Linked DNA regions of Podarcis muralis: region 1 is linked to region 2. Evidence: chromatin contacts called from public Hi-C data. All regions are on one chromosome and are shown on one strand. The core of a region is the stretch at or near the end of the contact, and the rest is flanking DNA. Distances in the headings are between cores, read along the strand shown. Region 1 holds the start of NAT10 (N-acetyltransferase 10). Region 2 holds the start of PDHX (pyruvate dehydrogenase complex component X).

Evidence for each region. Hi-C and Micro-C count contacts between places; a contact is called where the count stands out from the background.
Region 1: a contact with region 2 is called in a Hi-C map of blood, with 8 times the contacts expected there. The contact joins the promoter of NAT10 here to the promoter of PDHX in region 2. A contact is called at or near these places in 2 of 3 Hi-C or Micro-C datasets (blood and tail).

What each region holds. Positions count from the first base shown.
Region 1 is chr1:57,304,917-57,309,541 of rPodMur119.hap1.1, reverse strand. It overlaps NAT10 (N-acetyltransferase 10), which reads left to right and starts at 3,268. Exons shown (of 29, transcript XM_028728198.2): 1 at 3,268-3,590; 2 at 3,935-4,057. The coding sequence starts at 3,950.
Region 2 is chr1:56,802,210-56,806,535 of rPodMur119.hap1.1, reverse strand. It overlaps PDHX (pyruvate dehydrogenase complex component X), which reads left to right and starts at 2,123. Exons shown (of 11, transcript XM_028728166.2): 1 at 2,123-2,310. The coding sequence starts at 2,169. APIP (APAF1 interacting protein) reads right to left here and starts at 930. Exons shown (of 7, transcript XM_077929224.1): 1 at 811-930.

The DNA of each region.
Region 1 (4,625 bases), core at 2,019-4,518, 500 kb before region 2:
GTGAAATGAACTGAGGGTCAGTTCATTCGATACCACGAGGAAGATGCTTTCCCACCTCTGTTTATTCTGCAGCATCTTTGCTGTTACGCTGTTTTGCCTTGATTCAGGAAGTACCCAATACTACAGTCTTTGGCTATTGGAAATTCATGCTAAACATGTTTACTCACTAGCTTTTTTGTCAACCAAGCCCCCCTTTTAAGCACCATTCTACAAGCAAAATTCTATAATGGCAGCAGCACAAGCCGAATAGTGTGTCAACCTAGCAACACCCATCTGTTCTAAATGCATATATAGGGCTGATATCTGCAGATCCAACTCTGAAACGAATGTCAAATTAGCCATGTATTTGTCTCCAGTTTGTTCCTCTTTTTAAAATCAAACGTTAGGAATAAAAATCTCCATGAAGGTTGTATTTCCCGTTGAACTGCCCTGTGCAACTGCCTAATGTTCAACACTTCCATTCATCTTAAGCCTGCCTCCTTCCTGTGATGTTGAATCTTCTTAATACTGTGGTTCAAACAATGTTCATGGATACACTTCTGAAGTTCACAATGATCATCCACAGTGGTAAAGGCTACATAGAAGAAACAACTACACTGGGATACTTGCTTCATTTGCAGCAACTATTTCAAGCCTGAATAGAGAAGGAAAACGCAGAGAATGGCCACGTTCATGCCATACATTTAAAACACTGATACCACTGTAAAACTTGTTAAGTGTGTCGAGACTTCTTGGAGACCTCTAATTCCCCTCCCAAAACTATAATTCCCAGTGGTTTAACAATCCCTATTCCGAGGAAACTGGCAAGGGAATACCGGTGGTCTCACAACCCTCAGCACCCCTAAGGGTGATATCCTAGTGTGTTATATATATGGTGTGAATGTGACCCGTATTACAAATGGCTGAAAAATGACACATAGTCCTGATAACCATTATGCTATATATTTGTCTTTTGAGAAGTGATATTTGTTTACTGTGTAGTCATGATTTATATATCTTGAGTGTGGATGGAGAAAAATAGGACTCCTGCTTTCCAGCCCTGCACTTCCCTCCCCACAAATAGACATCTGGGACTAAATCCAACTTCCTTGATCTAATTGGTGGACTACAATGAAAATATGTAACACTAAAACGTGACACTAAAATGATTTGTTCTATTAGAGAAGGTGATTTAAATAAGTTATTTACCTAAATTTCCTACTCACTAGGCACTTGTCCCATGTAGAGCTCACTTCAGAGTAAAGCACAGGCTTATGTTGTAAAGCACCCACAAACTAGGGAGCAGTGCTATTTTTCTTGAAAAAGAGGTATCGGAACTCTCTATGAACTCTCCTTGTTTTCTTGTCATTTTAGAGGCGCCCATCTGAGAGGTGCTGGACCTGAGTTCTGGCTGAAAAAAGCCCTGCTGGGGAGCAATTTGAAAACACAATCGTGTACATGTGAGGCTTGCATCTTGACAATACCATCAGTAAGGTCCATGGCTCTGTGGTAGAGTGCGTGTTTATTGGCAATGCACTTTAAGGCTCCCAATTGTTCACGGGCTACCACAGCCACATCTCCACCTGCCCACGATGTAGATCTCAGGTGTGGGGCAGTTGGTGTAATCTTGGGTAAAATGCCTTGTAGCAGAGCCAGCCTGCCCGCGAGATGTGATGAAATGCCTACTTCCGGTAGCGGAAGCACAAGAGGCAGCATTCTGCCCACTTCCACCACTGCCAGAATGCCCCCCTCTCAGTGGCAGTGAAAGTGTGTGTATGGGGGGTGGAGTGTGGCAGCGGTGGGGACAGGAGGTGGCAATTCCTGATTCACCTCAGGTCACAAAATGGACTGGGTTGCCCCTGCCTTGTAGGCTAAACTGGAAATTGTGCCATACCTGAATCACACCCCGCCCCCCGGCCAGTGTACACAATACTGAGCTAGATTAATCAATTTATTATAGACTGTATAATGCAGCTGTGTTCCTGAATCTCAAGTTAATTTGCTTAGCCTTAAGACTATGATGCTATACATATTTATCTGGCAGGGAGTTATCTCTGAATTCAACAAGACTTCTGAGTAGACAGGCCTGGGACTGTACTGTTAATCCCTATCCCAAACTTGATTATTGGAAGTTCATTAGCTAAGTCTTACTACTGGATATTTTGAGGTTTCTGTTCTGGGGAAAAAGTGGTTTCTGTAAGCTGTTTAAAAAGGTAGCTCTGTTACAAATGGTAAACAGGAATGGTGTTTGTAAACACACACACAAACACTTCAGTCAAGCCAACGATTCAAAAACTTAAAATTCAGCTGGAAGAATTGCATGGCCTGTATATATTTTTGTGTAGGCTGAGGAAGAGGTAGGAGAGACTGGCATCAAATTTTCGGCCATGATTCTGAGCCTTCTTGGTAGATAAGGCTACCAGGGACTTCTGCCCGTATCGGCTATGTGCGCTACGTCTAAATGCCAGTTGGGAATTACAACGTGGGGAGTGTTGCTGTTACACTCAGGTCCCGATTACGGGCTTCCGAATGGTTGACTACTGTAGGAACAGGATACTGGACTCAGATGGACTTTGGGGAGCTCATCCTGCAGGGCTATATTCTCAGCAACACTATTTGCGTTGTGGCGACAGTAACGAAAGAGTGCATCACAGGGCGAGATCTTTCTTTGAGAGGATGAAATACACGGGAGCCCTTCGAGGAACTGAAGCGGGCAACGCACATGGCTGAGAAGCAAAGCTGGAAACGGAACGTGGAGGCGCTCCCGGAAAAAATAAATGCGGGTTTGCAGAATCAGAAGAATATTTGCATCAGCCACTAGGCATAGCAATAAAATAAAATGTACTGAAGATAGAGATACAATGCATTTTGGGGGTTTACATCCATAATCAAATAGTAGATCTTACTCTAACTGCCCCCTCGGAAAACCTTGCAGTTTTTGCTGTCACCTGAAATTAGCGGGGTTACAGTCTTATTGGCAGGTTTCAGCTCAGCGCTATGCGCGCATGGCTATGCGGTAGAGAGGGACCAAGTGCCTAGGACTGGGCTCGAAGGCACCGGGACTCTCAAGATCCGTATGTCATGGAAAGGCCCGCGGCTACCAATTCCAGCCAGCTTCGCAAGCGGGCGGACGCTAAACGCACGAGGACCGCCGGCGCCTCCTCCTGCTCCTCCTCTTCCTGCTCGTGGCGAATACGATATCAAAAAGCGCCCAGGCGAAAAAGGCCCCCGGCTGGAATTCCACCCCCCCGCCGCTCCGTACCTAGAATCCTTTATACTATAGGCCTCGGCTCGGCGTAAAGCCCTTGCCGGCCGTGTTGCGCCTGGCGGCCCCAGCGCCGCCTCTTTCCGGAAGGGCATCCTTGCAGGCTGTGCCTGAGTCAGCAGCCAGGGTCCTTCCTCTCCGCTGCGCAGCCCATGTGGGCCCCCTCCCCCTTGCACGTGGGAAGCTGGCACCAGAGTTTAAAGGCACCAGGGTCCTCTTGGCTTACAGAACTGGTTTCTGTAAGGAAGGAAGCAGAAAAAGCAAGGGAACAGTCTCCGAGTCAGCGGCTGGGTTTGGAGGCATCTTCCTTGTTTGCACGTGTCGATTCCAATTTTGTGTACCCAAGGTATTGTTAAGAGCAGCAAGACGGTCGCGAAAAGGGCAGTAATCATAATGATAATAATAATAATTGGCTGGGCAATCGGAATGAGCAGCTGGTGGGGAAACTCCTCTGTGAGAAAAGGTTACAACATTGAGGGTTTTTAGTTTAGGGGTCAGGGAGACGAGTTGAAGTGGGGAGACGTGTCAGAGGTGCTGGAGGATTGGTGTTCTTATGCTTAGGATGAAAAATGCAATCTTGGGATGGATGGTATTTGCTATTCCCCACCCCCCACCCCCAGACTGCTGTCTCCGTGAAAACTGAAGCCACCCTGCACTGAATCGCTACAATATCTCTTAAAAACTTTACAGGATCTCTAGCTGAAAATGCAGCGCAAGAAAGTGGACAATCGCATCCGGATACTGATCGAGAATGGAGTAGCTGCACGGCACAGGACACTTTTTGTGGTTGTAGGGGATCGTAGCAAAGATCAGGTGAAGTGCAGCCCGTGACTTCTTTTCTCTAATGTATATAACCTTCATCCGGGTGCTGTTAATGCGCTTGTGGAAAGTGCTGGCTTCTTATTTGGGAGATTTGTGCAAGCAGTTAAAATAAAAGCAGTGGCCATATGTGGTTGTTTCATTCAGCTTGGGATTGCTCATCATAAATCTAAATTGGGGATGGGGAACCTGCAGCCCTTCAAAAGTTGTTGGATTACAACTCCTGTCATCCCTAACCTTTGGCCATGCTGGTTGGGGCTATGGGAGCTGGAGTTCAGCAACATCAGGAGGGCCACTGGTTCCCTACCCTTGAGTAACATGGTCATTTTCCAGGGACTTTTTACACTGTGACCCATTTCTGCAGAGAAGGTATCTGCTGCGATTTCCATTGTTGTTGTTTTGATACCCACCCTTTACCCCCAAGCTCCAGGGGTAATTTAAAAATACAACATTAAAACCAGTGCAAAGTTAATTGCATTTATCTCCCAAGTGTCAAAGGCCAGGATAAAGAGCTGTGCCTTCTTCAGCATATAGTAGAAATACAGTGAAGATTTTGGATGCA
Region 2 (4,326 bases), core at 874-3,373:
GTCAGGGATGATGGGAGCTGTAGTCCCAAAACATTTGGAGGGCCGAGTTTGCCTATGTCTGCTCTGGGTTATTGGTCTTCATCTGGCAGCTGGGACCCACTACCGAGTCACAGCCTGATCAAAGGTGGGTGCAGGTCCAACAGCAGCATTACTACTATACAAATATATAGGGAATGTGAGAGGATGGGGGAGGTCTTCAAATACATGTTTGGATGAAAGCTGTGTCTAAGTCTGAAAAAGTAGGAGACTGCTGCTCTAGGTGAAAGGGGGTATTGGTGGTGCTTTATCAGTGCTGGCATACATTAAAAAAAACCAGTCTGATTCCCATCACTGGTAAAAACTGAAGGCACAGTTGGATCCTACAGTTCCTTGCATTTGCTGGTTATCAGCTACTCCTGATTTCTGCCCCAGACTCTTTCAACAGCTATGGCAGCCAGACGTGGTGAAGCCTCCCTCTCCATTTTCTCCTTTCCTTGCTGATATGGCTTGTGTCGATATGCACAGTACTATTAATAATAACAGCAATCGTTGCATCATGCTTCCCAGCCTGTAAATGAAAACTTTTCATCTGCTGAATTTTAGGTTTTCCCCAAAAGTGTCCCCTCGTTTTACAAACGGAAGTTCCCCTAGGAAAGCGAGCGTGGGGACCGTGGCAGCTTAGCCTTGCTCCGGCGGGCGATCTTCCCTGCTCCACCTGGGACTCTCGGCGACTGAACCTGGTTCCTCCCCTCCCACCACGAGCCTCCTCTCTTCTGCGTGAGGGGAGAGGGAAAGAGAGAGAGGCTGGAGCTGCTCGGCTTTGCTCTTTACCTCGGATTTCTCCAGGCCCTTCCTGCAAGCACAGCCACAGTCGCCTCGCTGCTGCTGCTTTTCAGCCATCTCGCTGCACGCGAGGAAGAGAAAAGACCCCGGCGCAGGGAGGAGCTTGGCTGAGCCGCCTGCAAAAAGGGGCGGCTGCCCTCCAGGTCGGCGGCAGTGAGTCCTTATGTCCTGCAACCCTATCACCTCAACCCTGATGATCCACAACAACAAAAACGCGATGCATTCAGTGGAATGCATACATTTACTCAAACGTGAAACAGACCAAGTTCAACCGGAGCTTACTCCCAAGAAAAGGGTCGCAGCCATAAGGCTCCAAATGTGGCTATTTAGCAGGCGGGGATGCGTGTCTCCGTGCCTAATTTGCCGCTTAGTAGGGAGTGATAATGCCTTTTATTTTACATGTTTGTTATGAATTCGCCCACGAGGCTAGATATGACTGGGGAGCAGCTGGTGAATCTTTTAAGTCCACAGAAGGGACGGGGAAGCGGGGAGCAGGTGTTGTTAGACTCCAACTCCCAGCATCCCCGGCCAGCGCTGCCAATGGTCTTGCACGATGGGAGCTGGAGTCCATCAGCGCCCGAAGGCTCCCGCTTTGGCTATCCCTCCTTTTGCAGGCACAAGTACCAATCCATCACTACCCTCTAATAGCCACACGTCCGGATAAGAAATAATTCTGAATCTGCTTTGGGTTCAATTTATTTATTTAAACAAGATACACAATGCTGCACGGCGCCCACCATCTCCTATGCGTTTGCTGCATCCTTTCTCCTGCCTTGGTTCCCCTCTCTCATATACCGGTATGTGAAAATTGTTGAGTCAGAGTTACTGAATGGACAACACATGTCTCCGTTTTCTTTGTCTCCCCGGATCTATTTTATTGCCTGGGCCTCGGGACTGATCAAGTCACCTGTTCTTTGTAAGATGGCACTATATAAGTAATAAATATCAGATGGGCACAGAGATGAAGCCTCTTTGGGCGAGAGGCTGAGGAGGAGTGAGTGGTGTCAGATGCGAGTGAACCAGGGAGACCATTTGCTTATTTCCAACCAGCCGGTTTCGAAATGTGCCTTTGCCTTTAGACTACGGCTGCTTGCCACGTTTATTTCAATGCCTGAAAAAAATAAAAATAAAAATCGACCTAGAGAGAGAGAGAGAGAGAGAGAGAGAGAGAGAGAGAGAGAAAACCTGGTGCATTCACCCGCTCGCGGTGCCCGGAGGAATTCCTCTCGCGCGCATTTTCGTTCAGGCGCTTAAAGGGCACCGCGCCGTCGTGGGAGTATTTCTTTTCAGGCAGCGGCGAGGACAGCCCGGTGGGCGAAGGGAGGGGGTGGTGAGAAGAGGGAAAGATGGCCGCCTCCTTGCGGCTGAGCTGCAGCGGCCGTGGAGCCGCGAAGCTGCTGCTGGGCAGGAATGTCGCGCTGGGGGCTCCCGCTTGCCGGCCTCCCGCGGCTGCCTGGAGGTTCCTGCACCTCACCCGGGAGCGGCTGGGTGAGTGCTGGGTTTCATTACAGACAGAAGCCCCGCATTGGTCACCTGCCTCTAAAGGGTCGGGGTTATTTGGCTGCCTGTGGGATCAGCTCGCAGGGTCATTGATTTTGGGGGCGCTGGTGGGAAAAAGAGGCTTGCTTGTTTGGGTGGTCGGAGGGTGGCAGGTGCCCTTGCTCTGGGATGGAGTTTAGGCTGCATCCCCGGCATGCCTAGCGGCCTTTCACGTAGGGCTGTCTTTTCGATGTACCTGCAGCTGCTTCTGTTATGTCACAGTTCGTTTCTATGCTGCCTTTGGGGCGAACAGCGTCCCCGATCCGGTTTTCAAATCCTAAATTCAAACGGTATGATTGAGTGGGTTTTCATGTGTCACTCGCTTAAAAAGAGATTTAAAAGTAAAAACCAAAACCAAACAGACATATTTTTTGTGCCTAAAAGCAAAAACACCAGCCCTCCAAAAATGTGAAAAAGGGAGTAGGAGTAACTCCAATACGGTGCAGGTAGCTAATATATTGTTTACTATAAACTACCCACCAGTCCTACTCAGCATGGTCAGTAGCCAGAGATGATGGGATTTGTAGTCTAAAATATTTTAAAGGAGTTAGGTTTTAGAGAAGAAGGAACAGCTGGAAAATTTTTGTCCTTGATGTGTAACAGTCTCTTCAGCAATGTCTCTGAAGCTGTTCCTCTTAGTACCTTAGCTTTTAGTGATAAAAATCAGCAGTCTGAGAAGATGCCACAATATACACTTGTAGAATCTGGTAATTGGAAGGGATGCTGACGGTCATCTAGTCTAACCCCCTGCAATGCAGGAATATCAACTAAAGCATCCATGGAAGATGGCCATCCAACCACTGCTTTAAAACCTCCAGAGTCTCCCAAGGGCATCCATTACACTGTCGGGCAGCTCTTACTTGGCATTCACTCGGGTGTTCTTGTAAAATGAAACATTCATGAATTATTTTTTAAAAGGCAGTAAAAATGGGAACTTTTAACACATTGAAATGAAAAGTTACAGAATCTTAGAAAAGTCTGTCAATTCCAGGCAATATGTTGAAAACAAAGAAATGGTTCAGATATTGGTTTTGATTATAAATAAGGCAGCATTCATGCACTCTGTCTGAATAAACTTCTGTCAAAGAGGACCCTTAAAATCCCTGTATTGTAGATTATTATCTAGGACACTCCTGTTCTTCATTTCAGAAGGACTTCCTTAGACAGAAGACAAGGGGTAGATGGTTTCTTAGAAGTAAGTCCAACTATGGTAGCTGGTGCTTACTCCCAGGTAGGTCTGCACAGGACTATAGTCTTCAGCCCTCATCATGTGTTTCTTGCATGAAGAGGTTGTGGGACCACACATTTTAGCCCTGCCCAAAACTTGTGTATTATGGAATTACTTCTAAAGCAGTGAGTTTCTTTCTGTTTATTTATCTAACTATTTGTTACCAGTCCTTCATAGTTACAAACAATTCCAGAACGAGATACATAGCAATTTTAAAACACAACACCTCAAATTACAAAATAAATATATTTGTAGACTCCCTGCACAATTTAGAGTACTGGAAGGTCAGGATTCTCAATCAAAGGGGAAACGTACAGTAATAGAAGAAGTAGCACCACCATTGGGCCAGGGCTAAGTGTGCAACCTTGCAGCGCCTTTGATGTGTGCTATCCCTTTGTGCGAGTAATGCTTAAAGAGGGCTTTAATGAACTCACGGCTTATGTAAAAACTGAACTGAGGGCTTTACACTCTGAGCCAATATGTCACACGAGCTCTGAAGCTGGAGGAGGTTGTTAGGCAGCATCATACCTGACCCTACATTACTTCTTCTGTGACTTTTCTGTACTGCCTAAAAGCTCTGCCTTATCTACTGATGGGGAATATTTGCAGCTTAGTAGCATTGACCCAGTTGAATGTTTGCAGCTTAGAAGCATTGACCCAGTCTGCTCCTATAGGTGGGCTTGCAGTGTCAATACTCTCTTATGACACTGGCCCAGAGAATGTCTGAAGGTGGTGAA